Regions from separate parts of the Mus musculus genome. Here region 2 is linked to region 1. Evidence: chromatin contacts called from public Hi-C data. All regions are on one chromosome and are shown on one strand. The core of a region is the stretch at or near the end of the contact, and the rest is flanking DNA. Distances in the headings are between cores, read along the strand shown. Region 1 has its middle 27 kb from the start of Gm23795. Region 2 overlaps Gm29683 (predicted gene, 29683).

The links. A called contact is a pair of places that touch in the nucleus more often than the background predicts.
Region 2: a Hi-C map of uterus shows a contact between it and region 1, with 2.9 times the contacts expected there. The contact joins two enhancer-like sites. A contact is called at or near these places in 4 of 484 Hi-C or Micro-C datasets (cerebellum, cortical neurons, embryonic stem cells and 1 more) and 5 of 115 datasets of contacts at active chromatin or transcription factors (craniofacial prominence, embryonic forebrain, embryonic stem cells and 2 more).

What each region holds. Positions count from the first base shown.
Region 1 is chr7:68,976,861-68,982,280 of GRCm38.p6, reverse strand. No RefSeq gene overlaps it. Among named protein-coding and RNA genes, the nearest start is that of Gm23795, 27 kb to the right of the region's middle. Within about 2 kb of position 3,515, at least 18 of the 459 cell types and tissues checked have an H3K27ac peak or open chromatin away from gene starts, as enhancers often do. A contact at or near this core is called in uterus, where this site is marked.
Region 2 is chr7:70,277,318-70,282,826 of GRCm38.p6, reverse strand. All of the region lies in intron 1 of Gm29683 (predicted gene, 29683), which reads left to right. Among named protein-coding and RNA genes, the nearest start is that of Gm29683, 58 kb to the left of the region's middle. Within about 2 kb of position 1,761, at least 14 of the 459 cell types and tissues checked have an H3K27ac peak or open chromatin away from gene starts, as enhancers often do. A contact at or near this core is called in uterus, where this site is marked.

The DNA of each region.
Region 1 (5,420 bases), core at 2,266-4,765:
TGTTGGGAGCTAAAAGCAATACTGGCCTCCTGTAGTTGAGAGTACAGCCCCCACAGTAGGAGATAAAGGAAACTGAGGGGACCCAGGGAGCGCATCTTGTGAGACCAACTTTCAGGAGAAGCATCTCAGCCAGGCATAGATCTCAAATGCTAGCCTTGCTCAGACAGCACAAGAATATGTTCGACATTCCAAAATGTTCTTAGGTACAGGTTTTGTAAGGACAGCTCCAGGCTCCTCTGATATTTAGTAGTAATTGGGGCTTACATCCAAATTCAGTTTTGTCCAGTATTCTTATTAATGCCCGAGGCTCTTTGAAATTGCCTGAATAGCCTATTGTATTCCTAGAACTACTGTGGATAGATTTTTAGAATGCCATACACAAGCTAAAGAAATTTGATTCTAGATATCAAATCATATGCATACTCTGCCTATATGTACATGTGTGGGATGTGTGTACAATATATGTGCATCACATACACATATATGATATACAGATGCATAATTGCTTAACATAGGCAAAGCTAAGACTTTGAAACCAAGCTGTACACAACAGAAAACCCATAAACACAACAGGAATTCTTCTTACTACTGTTGCGGCTTCACCAGTGTCACCCAGGTTTGGCTGCGTGGGTAGAGGGTTGTCAAGCTTGCTTCTTTCTCTCCAGAGCTTCTTTCTTAGCATACGTCGTTTCTTCGGCAAGGCTTTGCCTGTAACAAATGGCTCTGTGCTGGTTCTTATTACCCGGAAGCCTCCTTTGTCTGGCTGGGTATTGCCACAGTCTATCGGAAAGTATTTGTCAACAATTACATGTCTATTAAGGCACAGTCAATCAGTGTGGGCCCAAACAGCCAGGCCTCTAGGGCTCAACTATTGATAGGAGACTGTCAATATCCCATCGAATCCTTTTCTCCACAAAACACAGTCATCTAGCCGAAATCATTGTCTGAGACAAACGCAGAAGGCCAGCTTTCCTCTCGCGTCCACGGATGTCCCACTCTTTAATCTAACATTCAATTTGAATGAGTAAGAGCCTTTTTAAATGTTCAGAATCTAGGCTCCTTTTAAAGCACTGCCCACACTGAGTTTGGGAGGGAAGATATTTAACATAATCAGCCGTGGTAGGGAAGTTCACCTAGGAGTGTTGAATTACTCCTGAACATAAGAAGTCCAGATGAAAATTAGCGAAAGACACTTGAAATTTGCTTCACAGTCATTATACCTGTCCCTCCAGTACTGAGTCTCAGGCATTCATTTACCTGGCTCAGGACAAACGGTGGTGGTCTTAACAGTATTTTTTTTTCCCCTGCCCATTCAACTTCAAACCGGACTACAAATTTTGCTATCATTGTTATAAAGAGCTGTTCTTCAAAGAAAATATACTGAGAGCCTCTTGTGACTGTTTTAAAGCCCCCAACTCCAAAAACAAAAGGAAACACTGAGAAAGTGGGGGAGGGCAAGGGAAAAGAAATTGCCTAAGTAAGGCTGTATCCTTTGAACTGGCAACTCCCTGCATCACAGAATACAGCAGTTGTCCTCCAACAAAAGACAGCATCAAACCGACTCCAAAAAAGCCCAAGACACCCAAGAATATTAAAAGCAGATGTGATATTCAGAGCCTCTGGACCATGTGAGGTGCCTTTTAAGTTCTGTTAAATCAAGGGTTTATAAAATTACAGAAACAAACATTTTTTTTTTCTTTTGCAGAAGGTGTTTCTTAGAATCTTCATTCCTGGGATTTTCAGCCTCAGCCTCTCAAGCGGTGGAGAAACGAGTGGGAAGAGGACTCAGCTACCCAGGTCAAATCCAGATAGACTTGCCCCTCAGAGCCTGTCTTCATTCTGTGTCTTGTGTTCATAATCCAAAGCCCAAATGATTCAAATACTGAGATAGAGCCAGGAAAGGTCAAAATGCTGCCAGAAGGTCCAGGTGAAGTTTCTACGAGTTAGTGTAAAAATGGGAAATTAAAATTCAAAGGATTCAAATAAAGTGGGAGAGCCGCCTCGGGTCTCATGCGGGGAGGTGGGTTTGCCCGTTCCATTTCTTGGCCTCAGCGTCAGAGGCACACATTAATTAAATTACCAGCCTCCAGTCTGAAGTAGATCGTCTGCAGCTCAGAAATCCTGGGGTCCTTTCTGCACGTGATGGCCACAAACACCATATCTGACATCTTTCTAGTTCCCCGAGCACAGCTGCTGTGCTAGTCCATTACAGACATCCAAATGTAATCTACCATAGGACTTTTGCGTAGTAGACTCATAGTTCATTTCAGATGTTTGCACGGGGAATTTTTATACGTGGACTTAAAAATATTCTAAGAGCATAAATTGTGAAAGGCCTAGGTCAGGAACCCAAGTCATAAAGGGCCCCTGGGCAGTCACTTCCCAGCAGTCGGCCATCATGGCCAAGGGGGCAGCTGATCTCCGTTTCTGAGAGCTCCATTATGGGTATTTACAAAATAAACAATGCAAGCAAGTTCATGATTGTCATCCTTAATAATATGCATTACAGCAAGCCTTTAAATAAATATACAAGCCATAGATGTTCACCAGGCCTATTGCACCTTTACTTCTACACAGATCCAAGGCATTGTCTTTGTTGTGTTAGGGGAAAAAAAAAAAAACCTGACTCTTCATAGAACAGAAACAATAACAAAAAGCAATCATTATTTTAAATAACTCACCAATGTTCAGAAGCTCTGCTCGGGTTTCCAAGCAGGAAAGTCAGCAAGTTCACAGCTGGGGTGAGAACTTGGTCTCATTAGTCTCAGGTTTTCGAGGCACATTCGCAAAGCAGGAATACAAAATGTTCTCTCTCGGTGCTTCAGTAATTAACTGTCTTTGAGAAGGAAAGACAAACAAATAAATAAATAATATGATCGTTCAGAGTTCAAACCGATCGGGTTGCACAGTCTAAAATGCATCTGCGTAACACTCCCTTCAGACTTTATTTTGTAAGCACCCACACTCACAAAACAAAACAAAACAAAATTGAAAGCTCACTAATCTTTCACAGCAACATGTGTCAAAAAATGTGAGCAACTTTGAAGGATTTTAACTGGATAGGTCCAGACATCTGGGTGCTACTGGCCCAAGGTCTCACTGAGAATGTCTTCTGGAACCGTCTCCATTTTTTAAATCATTATTTTTTAGATATTTTATGTAATTGCTTATTTTTCATATGTTCTCTCTCTATTATTGTAGCCTATTCTCATCAGGTAATAACTAATTAAAAATAGGAAGCAAGTAAAAGCATTATTCAAACTGGTAGAAATTTACATTCTATAAAACTTAAAGTTTGTCAGGAAAGAACTTCAACTCTTGATTTTTGTTTTGTTTTGCTTAAACTGCATACACAGCAGTGAGAAATGTGCAGTGTCATTTTATATTTACGTGCAGTGGGAACCCATGGATGCGTAGAAAACATCATTCTTTGCTAACAGAGAGTAAGTAAAAGGCTTCCTAGGGAAACCGCATGAACAGGGATTAGCCGTGATTATTTGGCTAGCCAAAATCCCAAGTGCTTGAAGGATCCTGAGCACCAGTGTGTTACTTTCACTTTGCACCAAGTCTTTTGTTAAGAGTCATAGCAGGGATTTTCAGGGAGATATTTGCTAACTTTTTTTTTTTTTTTAACTTTTGTCAGAAGGAAGGCTAAGACATAGACAGCAAATGAGACTCAGAAAGTGCAGAGTATTCCAAGACACCACACAGCTTCTAGCTTCCCTTAGAGAGAGAGAGAGAGAGAGAGAGAGAGAGAGAGAGAGAGAGTCTCTATCTGACTAGGACTCTGTCAGAGGTCTCTCCATACTTTGAAATTCGCTCTTTCACAATTCTAAAGAGCTCCAAAATGTTAGCAAATTAAACAATTTGTCTCCCTGGAAGCCTAGGCACATTTCAGAGCTTAGACTAGAAAAGAGGTAAAGGGAGCCTGGTTGAGTTCTTTTGACTTAACTGCTCGCTTGCTCTCTGCATGCAACTTTTAGGTAGAGAGGGGCCTAAATGTGCATGCTAGAAGCTGGAGTCACACCCCTGCCAGAGGCTTAGGGGAGAGAGGTGAGGGGTGCTGTCCTTGCCCATTGTTCTGACTCCCAATGGCACGACTGTCTTAGGATGCTTTTGAACAGCAAAAAGAGAGGACAGCAGCCCACACTATTCTTCTCCTGTTCCCAAATTCAATATTAACAGGCTGTATTTTCCACGTGTTTTGACATATACAGGTCTCTAAAGAACATTTATTTAAGTTTTGCATTGCTAAAACTGCAGGTCTCTCTCTCTGGCCAAGCTCAGGGACCCGAAGGAGGGGCAACTGGACTCACTGACATCTCCCAGTGTGAGATGTCACTCCTAAAGGAATCTAAGTGAAAAAAAAAAATGGAAGAAAGGAAGAAGGAAAAAGAAAGACAATAAAGAAGCAGGTTCGACTCAGCACATTTACAGAGAGTGTGGACTTTGGTTTGAATTCACAACATCTACGGGCAAATCCTGGATGGCATAAGGAAGAAAGCATTTTTCAACCAATGCTTTCATAGAAGTATTTCCTGCTCAATTCAATAATATACTTTTTAAGTTTTACACAAATTAACATTCATTCAAATTTGGAATTATTTAAAAACACACCAGACCCTTCATTTGCTTATACATACACACACACACACACACACACAAACACACACACACAAAGGCACACACATAGGCATACACACACACACACACACTGGTACACACACACACACACATACACACACATACACTGTACACCCTACTGCAAATTTTTAGAATTGGGACAAAATAAAAGTCTTTGATAATCACTTTGTCTATTTAATTAGGAAGAATTATTTCCTGTTTTTCAATTCAGCAATTTCTCTCTGAACAATAGATTAGGACCCACCTTCAAATAATAATTACAAGGAAAAAAAATCTAGCATTTTTTAGCAGTGAAAGCCCAGAAGCTTCTGCCAAAATCTGCGGTATCTTACTGCCATCTACTGGCTTAGGCTGTACCGTTATGATTTAAAGGTACAGGGTTGCATTGCCAGAACTAAAACATTTGGAACCAAACACACTCTGGAGGATCTGCTCAAGGACATCGTTATTTTGTGTGTGGTCCTAAGTGTTTAAAAATATTTTTTAAATGTTACAGGAATTTCTGGGTCTGGCTTAGGCCTGAGTAGCTGAAAAGATAATGTCACTCCAGTCTCTCAAACTTCAGAACTCCAAAGGCAATAGCCATCGTTCCTGTCTCTCATATGCTATGCAATCCAACACTTACACATATGCACACACACACACACACACACACACACACACACACACTCTCAAACACACACACACTCACACATACACAGACACACAGACACCCAGACACATGCGCATGCACCCCACATGGTCATTCTATAAACAATACCGCCAGCCTTCGTTCC
Region 2 (5,509 bases), core at 512-3,011, 1.3 Mb before region 1:
GTTGAATACTCTTAGAGTTCACGTGGGAAGGCGGACAGGACACATCCCAGTGAGCTAGTGACTCCGGATACCAGCTGTGAAAAAGGGTCTCATCATCCTAACAGAGGGGTGGGGACTTAGGTAAGTGCCTTTGAGGACAAGCCGAGGGGCATGCTCTGCCACCTGGCCCTGGGTGCCAGAAGGTGAGCTTTGAATTAGAGCTGGATGCTGGAACAGGCTCTGACCCTTGGGCTCCAGGGAGCAGCCCTTTGTGAGACAGAAGAGAGAATCCTGACTTGGAGCTCCAGTGTCTGGATTCCCCACTTTCTGCAGCACTTTCTTTCTTGTGCAGCCTCATTTCCACACGTGTCCCACTCCCTTTCACCCCGAGTTAACTATTGGTTTTTCCCTGAGTTGGAGTATTAGGAAGCCATTCACCAGGCCAAATGAAGCACCTAAAAATAACTGCTCTAGGGTACCAATACAGAGAAGTTGCCCATCACACAGAGAAATAGGTTATTTTCACAGTTCTTTAACCACCCTTGGAGCACTGTAGTTTTGGGGAACTTGAGGACCTTGGGGCTGGCTGGCAAGTAGAGGACGGGTAGGGCTTTTCTTAGCAGCTGCACACAGCCCCAGGGACTACTGGGGAGGACCGAGGGCGGCTAGACCCTGACCCAAACTGGAAAGCATCTTGCTAGGTTCCCACTCATTTCCTACAAGGCAGGAGAACAGGATCATTTTCTCTGAGTGAGGGCAAAGCCCAGCGCACACAACTTGGAAAACTCAATTTAGTCAGCCTGCTTTTTACATTCCACTCCCTCCCTCTCTTTTGATTTCAAAATTGATAACAAGCCCACCGCTGCGCATCTTTATGATAATAGTTGCAAATGAGTACGGTGCTCCCCCTACCCCCTCGACTAGGGAGCGTTTCAAGCAGTCAGTGGCAAGTAACTTCTCAGGATAACTTCTCCCTGAGATCTTCCCCCTCCCCTTTTAATGGTGGGACTTTTCATAATGTGCACAATACTATTAAAATTTCATATTAGCACTGTGTATGGTGAACTTTGTAATGGGAAATTCAATAGCTGCTGTAAATATTAATGGAATATGAAATGAAGCCACAGCCTCGACCAGCCCTGACAGTAAAACGGAGTGAGCATGTGGCGGCCCCGGGGCGAGAGAGGCCTTTCCTCTTGTCGCTCTCGCTTTATTACATTAGCGCCGGCCTCCCCACGCCGGCGTGGGCTCAGAAGCCGAGGCGCAAGGGTCACCCATGACAAATGTCCCCGTGTCTCGCCAACAGGCCCCGCCTGGCCCTGCCACTCCATCTGCTCAACAGGCCCCTGGAGAGTGCTTGCGGGTGTCAGTTTCGGGCACAGAGCTCTTGAGAGCGCCAGGTTTCCAAAAAGATAGCAGTGGTTCGGGTGCCTCCTCAAGTCACCGCTCCCTGGACCTGGGGAGGGGACAATTCCAAGCGCGTGTGTTAACGAACTCCAAGTAGCGTTCTGGGGTTGAAAGAGGTACTTTGAAAAGTCAGGCTCCCACTCCGGTCTAGATCCATGGCCCACCTTCCCCAAGCCCTATCCCAACCCGACTCTAGTCCGCAGGACCTGTCTCAGAACTCGCCTTAGGCTCTTTTTGCTGACAGCTGCCATCACCTACAGGGGCCCGGAGCAGTACGGGGGTCGTAAACTGACCCACGGGCGCCGGTTCACTCCGCCCCCAGCCTAAACCATCCGGGCAGTCGATTATCAGAGTTTAGGCCTTGGAGCGGCAAGCGCAGCCTTTTCTCAGTCGGGAATCTTCCAGAAACCACTGGGGAATGTGCTGCGTAGACTGCGGGAGATCCAGTAGTTCTTCCAGCAGCGGAGGGGCAGACCCGGCCTTTTGGAAATCTGGGGTTCCTGCTGGGGAGGACTGCGCGTAGGCAAACGTAGCCATCAACACCTTGTGCTGCGAGTTATTTCTACCGGCTGAGAACGATCCAGAATTGAGTGGCAGGCGACGGGTCTGCCTGCTCGCAGTATTTATTTTGTACCGACAGCACTTAGGAGACCTTAGTTTCTAGTTGGGACATTAATCTCCACTTGTTAGGAGATCGGCTGTCACCGTTGAGCCTTCCCACTTCTGAAGGCCGATGGTGTCCCGAGCTCCGAGCTCTGCCACACGCTACCTGGACGGTGGGGACAAGCAAGGCGGTGAGCAAACCGCAGGGGCAAAGCGTGGACACGGCGGGCCCTGCCGCCGATCGGGAGATGCCTGGAGGGTGGGGTTGGGGGAGTAAAGGAGCCCAGGACGGTAGCGAAGGGTTCCCCTTCTATTTTTACCTCGTAGAGAGGGGCGAAAGGGACTCTTTCTTATTGCAAAGATGGTTTTTAAGGCAGGACTCTCGGCTCAGAGGCGCAGCGTGCTGGCCGCCGAGTCGCGAGTCCTCCCATTTCACCGCCACTGACTGCAGAGTCAATTGCTACCTCCCTTTTACCACCCGTTTAGCTGGGGACGCGTTTCCATTCCATCTACCCCCTCCCTCTTTAAATTGTTTTCTGCCCAGTTTCTCTTCGCTCCCGGAATCAATCCAAAGCAGCGCTGCTGCTATTCCCTCATTTGCTCTCCGGGTACCCAAACATCAGGACCCAAAGGAGAGGAAATAAAGATAGGATTGAAACGCTCCAGGGGTTCCCAGGCAGAGATTGCTTCAACAAGCTAACCCTGTATTCCAGATCCCCGGCATTGCTTCAAGTGTGGTTTGCTGCTGGTCATGAACCCTTGGCCAGTCTGTCCCTCCTCCTCAGAGAGCTGAGCCTCAGCACTTCTTTGGCGCCACTAAATGCACCCCAATCCCCCAACCCCCACCAGGATCTTGCAACTTTTTCCGCCTTGCCCCTATAAAAGAGTTACACTTTCTACGAAGACTTAAAAAAAAAAAAGACAAGAAATGGATATAGGTTTTGTAACCGTTAAATAACTTTCCCAGCGTGTATTAAAGGAAGATTGTATTTTATCAACAGCTGATTGATGCCCGTGTGATCCTGTCGGTTTGTCTATAGTATCATATTTATTTAACCTGCTGGGGGACCGTGTTCCGGGGCAGCCTGTTCACGCTGACAAGAGCGTGCACATTACACACTACCCCAGGTATTTTGATTGATTGTTCCCACCCTAAAGCCTTTGGTTCATAATTTAGCACAGCGGGTTCTGCATCACAGACTAGGCTAAAAAAAAAAAAAAAAAAAAAAAAAGAATCCTGTAAGAGATTTCAATGAACAACTACTGGCAACAAACCGTTCTCTACCTGAAACCCCCAAATATTTTAATATCTTAACAATCACAAAACATTCAACTCTTATTTACCCCATTTTTCAGAAGTGGTATCAGAGAATGCATTTTGAGACTGTGGCTGGACCAGTCAGTATTTCTTGAACTAGAGTTGAAGTGGTGAGGACACAGCTCCCCCCCCCCCTCTTTTTCTTTCTCTTGCAATAGCAGGCTTGGGTGCTGAAGGAGCAGGGAGAAAAGAATGGGCCATCCCCACAGACGCTTCTCCTGTGTGGCTTTGGAATGTAGTTCATAAGGTCTTTTGCTGGAATTACTACCATTGTTTAACTCCACGAATGAACGAGGAGAGGCTCCTTCTTTTGTTTTCCTTCAGAAGACAAACTCTTCAGTGTACCTAAGAAACATTCAAAAATATTTGTGTACTTAAAAAAAAAGTAAACCACCTCAGCTGTCTAGCAAAAATGTAACCTGAAGTTAGTAATACCTACTGCAGAATCCAGCAAATACTCTCTCTTCTCTTAAGGGATTTCTAAGAAGGCAGCTTGTTGGCGAAACTTATTTTTCTGAGCCCCAGCAAAAGCACATGTTTTACCTCACGTGCATTTAGCCAATTGTTTTGGCTGTGATAAACATGGGAGACTTCTTCCTGTATTATTGTTGTTCTGGCTAGTAATGGTTTTTTGTTGTTGTTGTTGTTGTTGTTTTTTAAAGGATGAGAAAACAAGTTTGAAATGTGTGTTGTTTCCAGTGATGTAATGATGCTGTGTGTGCCTGGTAGTCTTGCATTTGTCTTTTAGAGATTCTTGAAGCCTGTAAGGTCATCTTGGCAGCATCCTGTATCTAACCAACCTCCCTCCCCAGACTTTATTTTGGTATTCTAGGTTGGATGGGTTGGCCATTATCACAATGGCCAATGGCATGAATTTCCAGGATGTAGATATGTAGACATTAAAGAAAGACATCAAGGGAATAATTGTCCTCCCATAAGTCAATATAGGTAATACAGTGCCCTCCTTCACTTCTTAGGTTATTATTGGGGCAAAACAATTTTTTTAAAAAAATCTATCTAGTGATAATAGATACTGGTGATAGCAATCATTAAAACTTCCTTCTTCGTTTCTTCTTCATTTTTGAATATTATTCATAGAAGCTATCTTTGGGCTTGATGTATGCGTTTAAATAAGGATAAAGACATTAACCAAGTTTTATATCCTCCCATTTCTAATTAACATTTCTTTGATTGAATGTCCCTTATTTTTAATGCTGCCACTAGAGCCTTTCTTCTATCATCACACTTGGGGCATGTTTGGGAGATCTCACTGGTAGCCTTTCTTTGCCAGTAATATCTTGTTCAGCCACTCTTTTTATCTCTAGATGTTGCTATTTATCCTTAGATGATATTCAATGAAAAAGAAAAACTCAGAATATTTGAAAACTCCAGGAAAGGCATCTCTCTGCTGAGAAAACAGCCATGATCAAATGTTAAGTACAGACGCAGTATTCAGAGAGAAAGACAGGGCACGCTGGCTAAGGAAATATTTACCCAGGCCTCCATGGCAGCCAGGAGCACTAAGGCAGACCAAGTGCAGTGATGGGAAGGACAGTGGTTTGTTTGTTTGTAGTAAACAACTCTATGCAATTTAATCACTCATGCTAAGAAAGTATTGAGGTAGCCTATGAATCTATTTGTGGCCATTCTTTTTTCTCCCCAAAGCCTTTAGAAATCATTGGTTTACATCCAGAATGATCTTTTTCTTCCTTTCTCCCTTCCCCTCCTCCCTCCCTCCTCTCTCTCTCCCTTCCTTTCTTCCCTTCTTTCTGAAACAGTGCCTCACGTAGCAGTGGTTGACTTCTAACTTGATGTGTCCTTCTGAGGATGACCTCAGGTTTGGGACCTGTCCTACTTCCTGGGCGGACAGACATGTGCTATCTTGCCTTGTTTATGCGGTGCTGGGATTGACCTCAGGGTCTGGTGTATACTCAGCGAGTGCTTTAGAAACTGAGCCACATCTTGGCTCTGTGGATAAACTTTTTGAAAAACAAAACAAAACCCTACTATAAGTGTTCTTTAATAATGAATAAAACCATCTCGTAGGTTGTTTCTTGAGGAATTTTTGGATTAGTTTAAATATATGCTGATACATACACATACAAATTAACCTCTTTGAAGTCTGGCTTACTTCTTAATCATATAGCTCTGGGCAGGCTACTCCATTTCTCTGTCCCTGAGTTCTTTTATGTAGAGAAATAT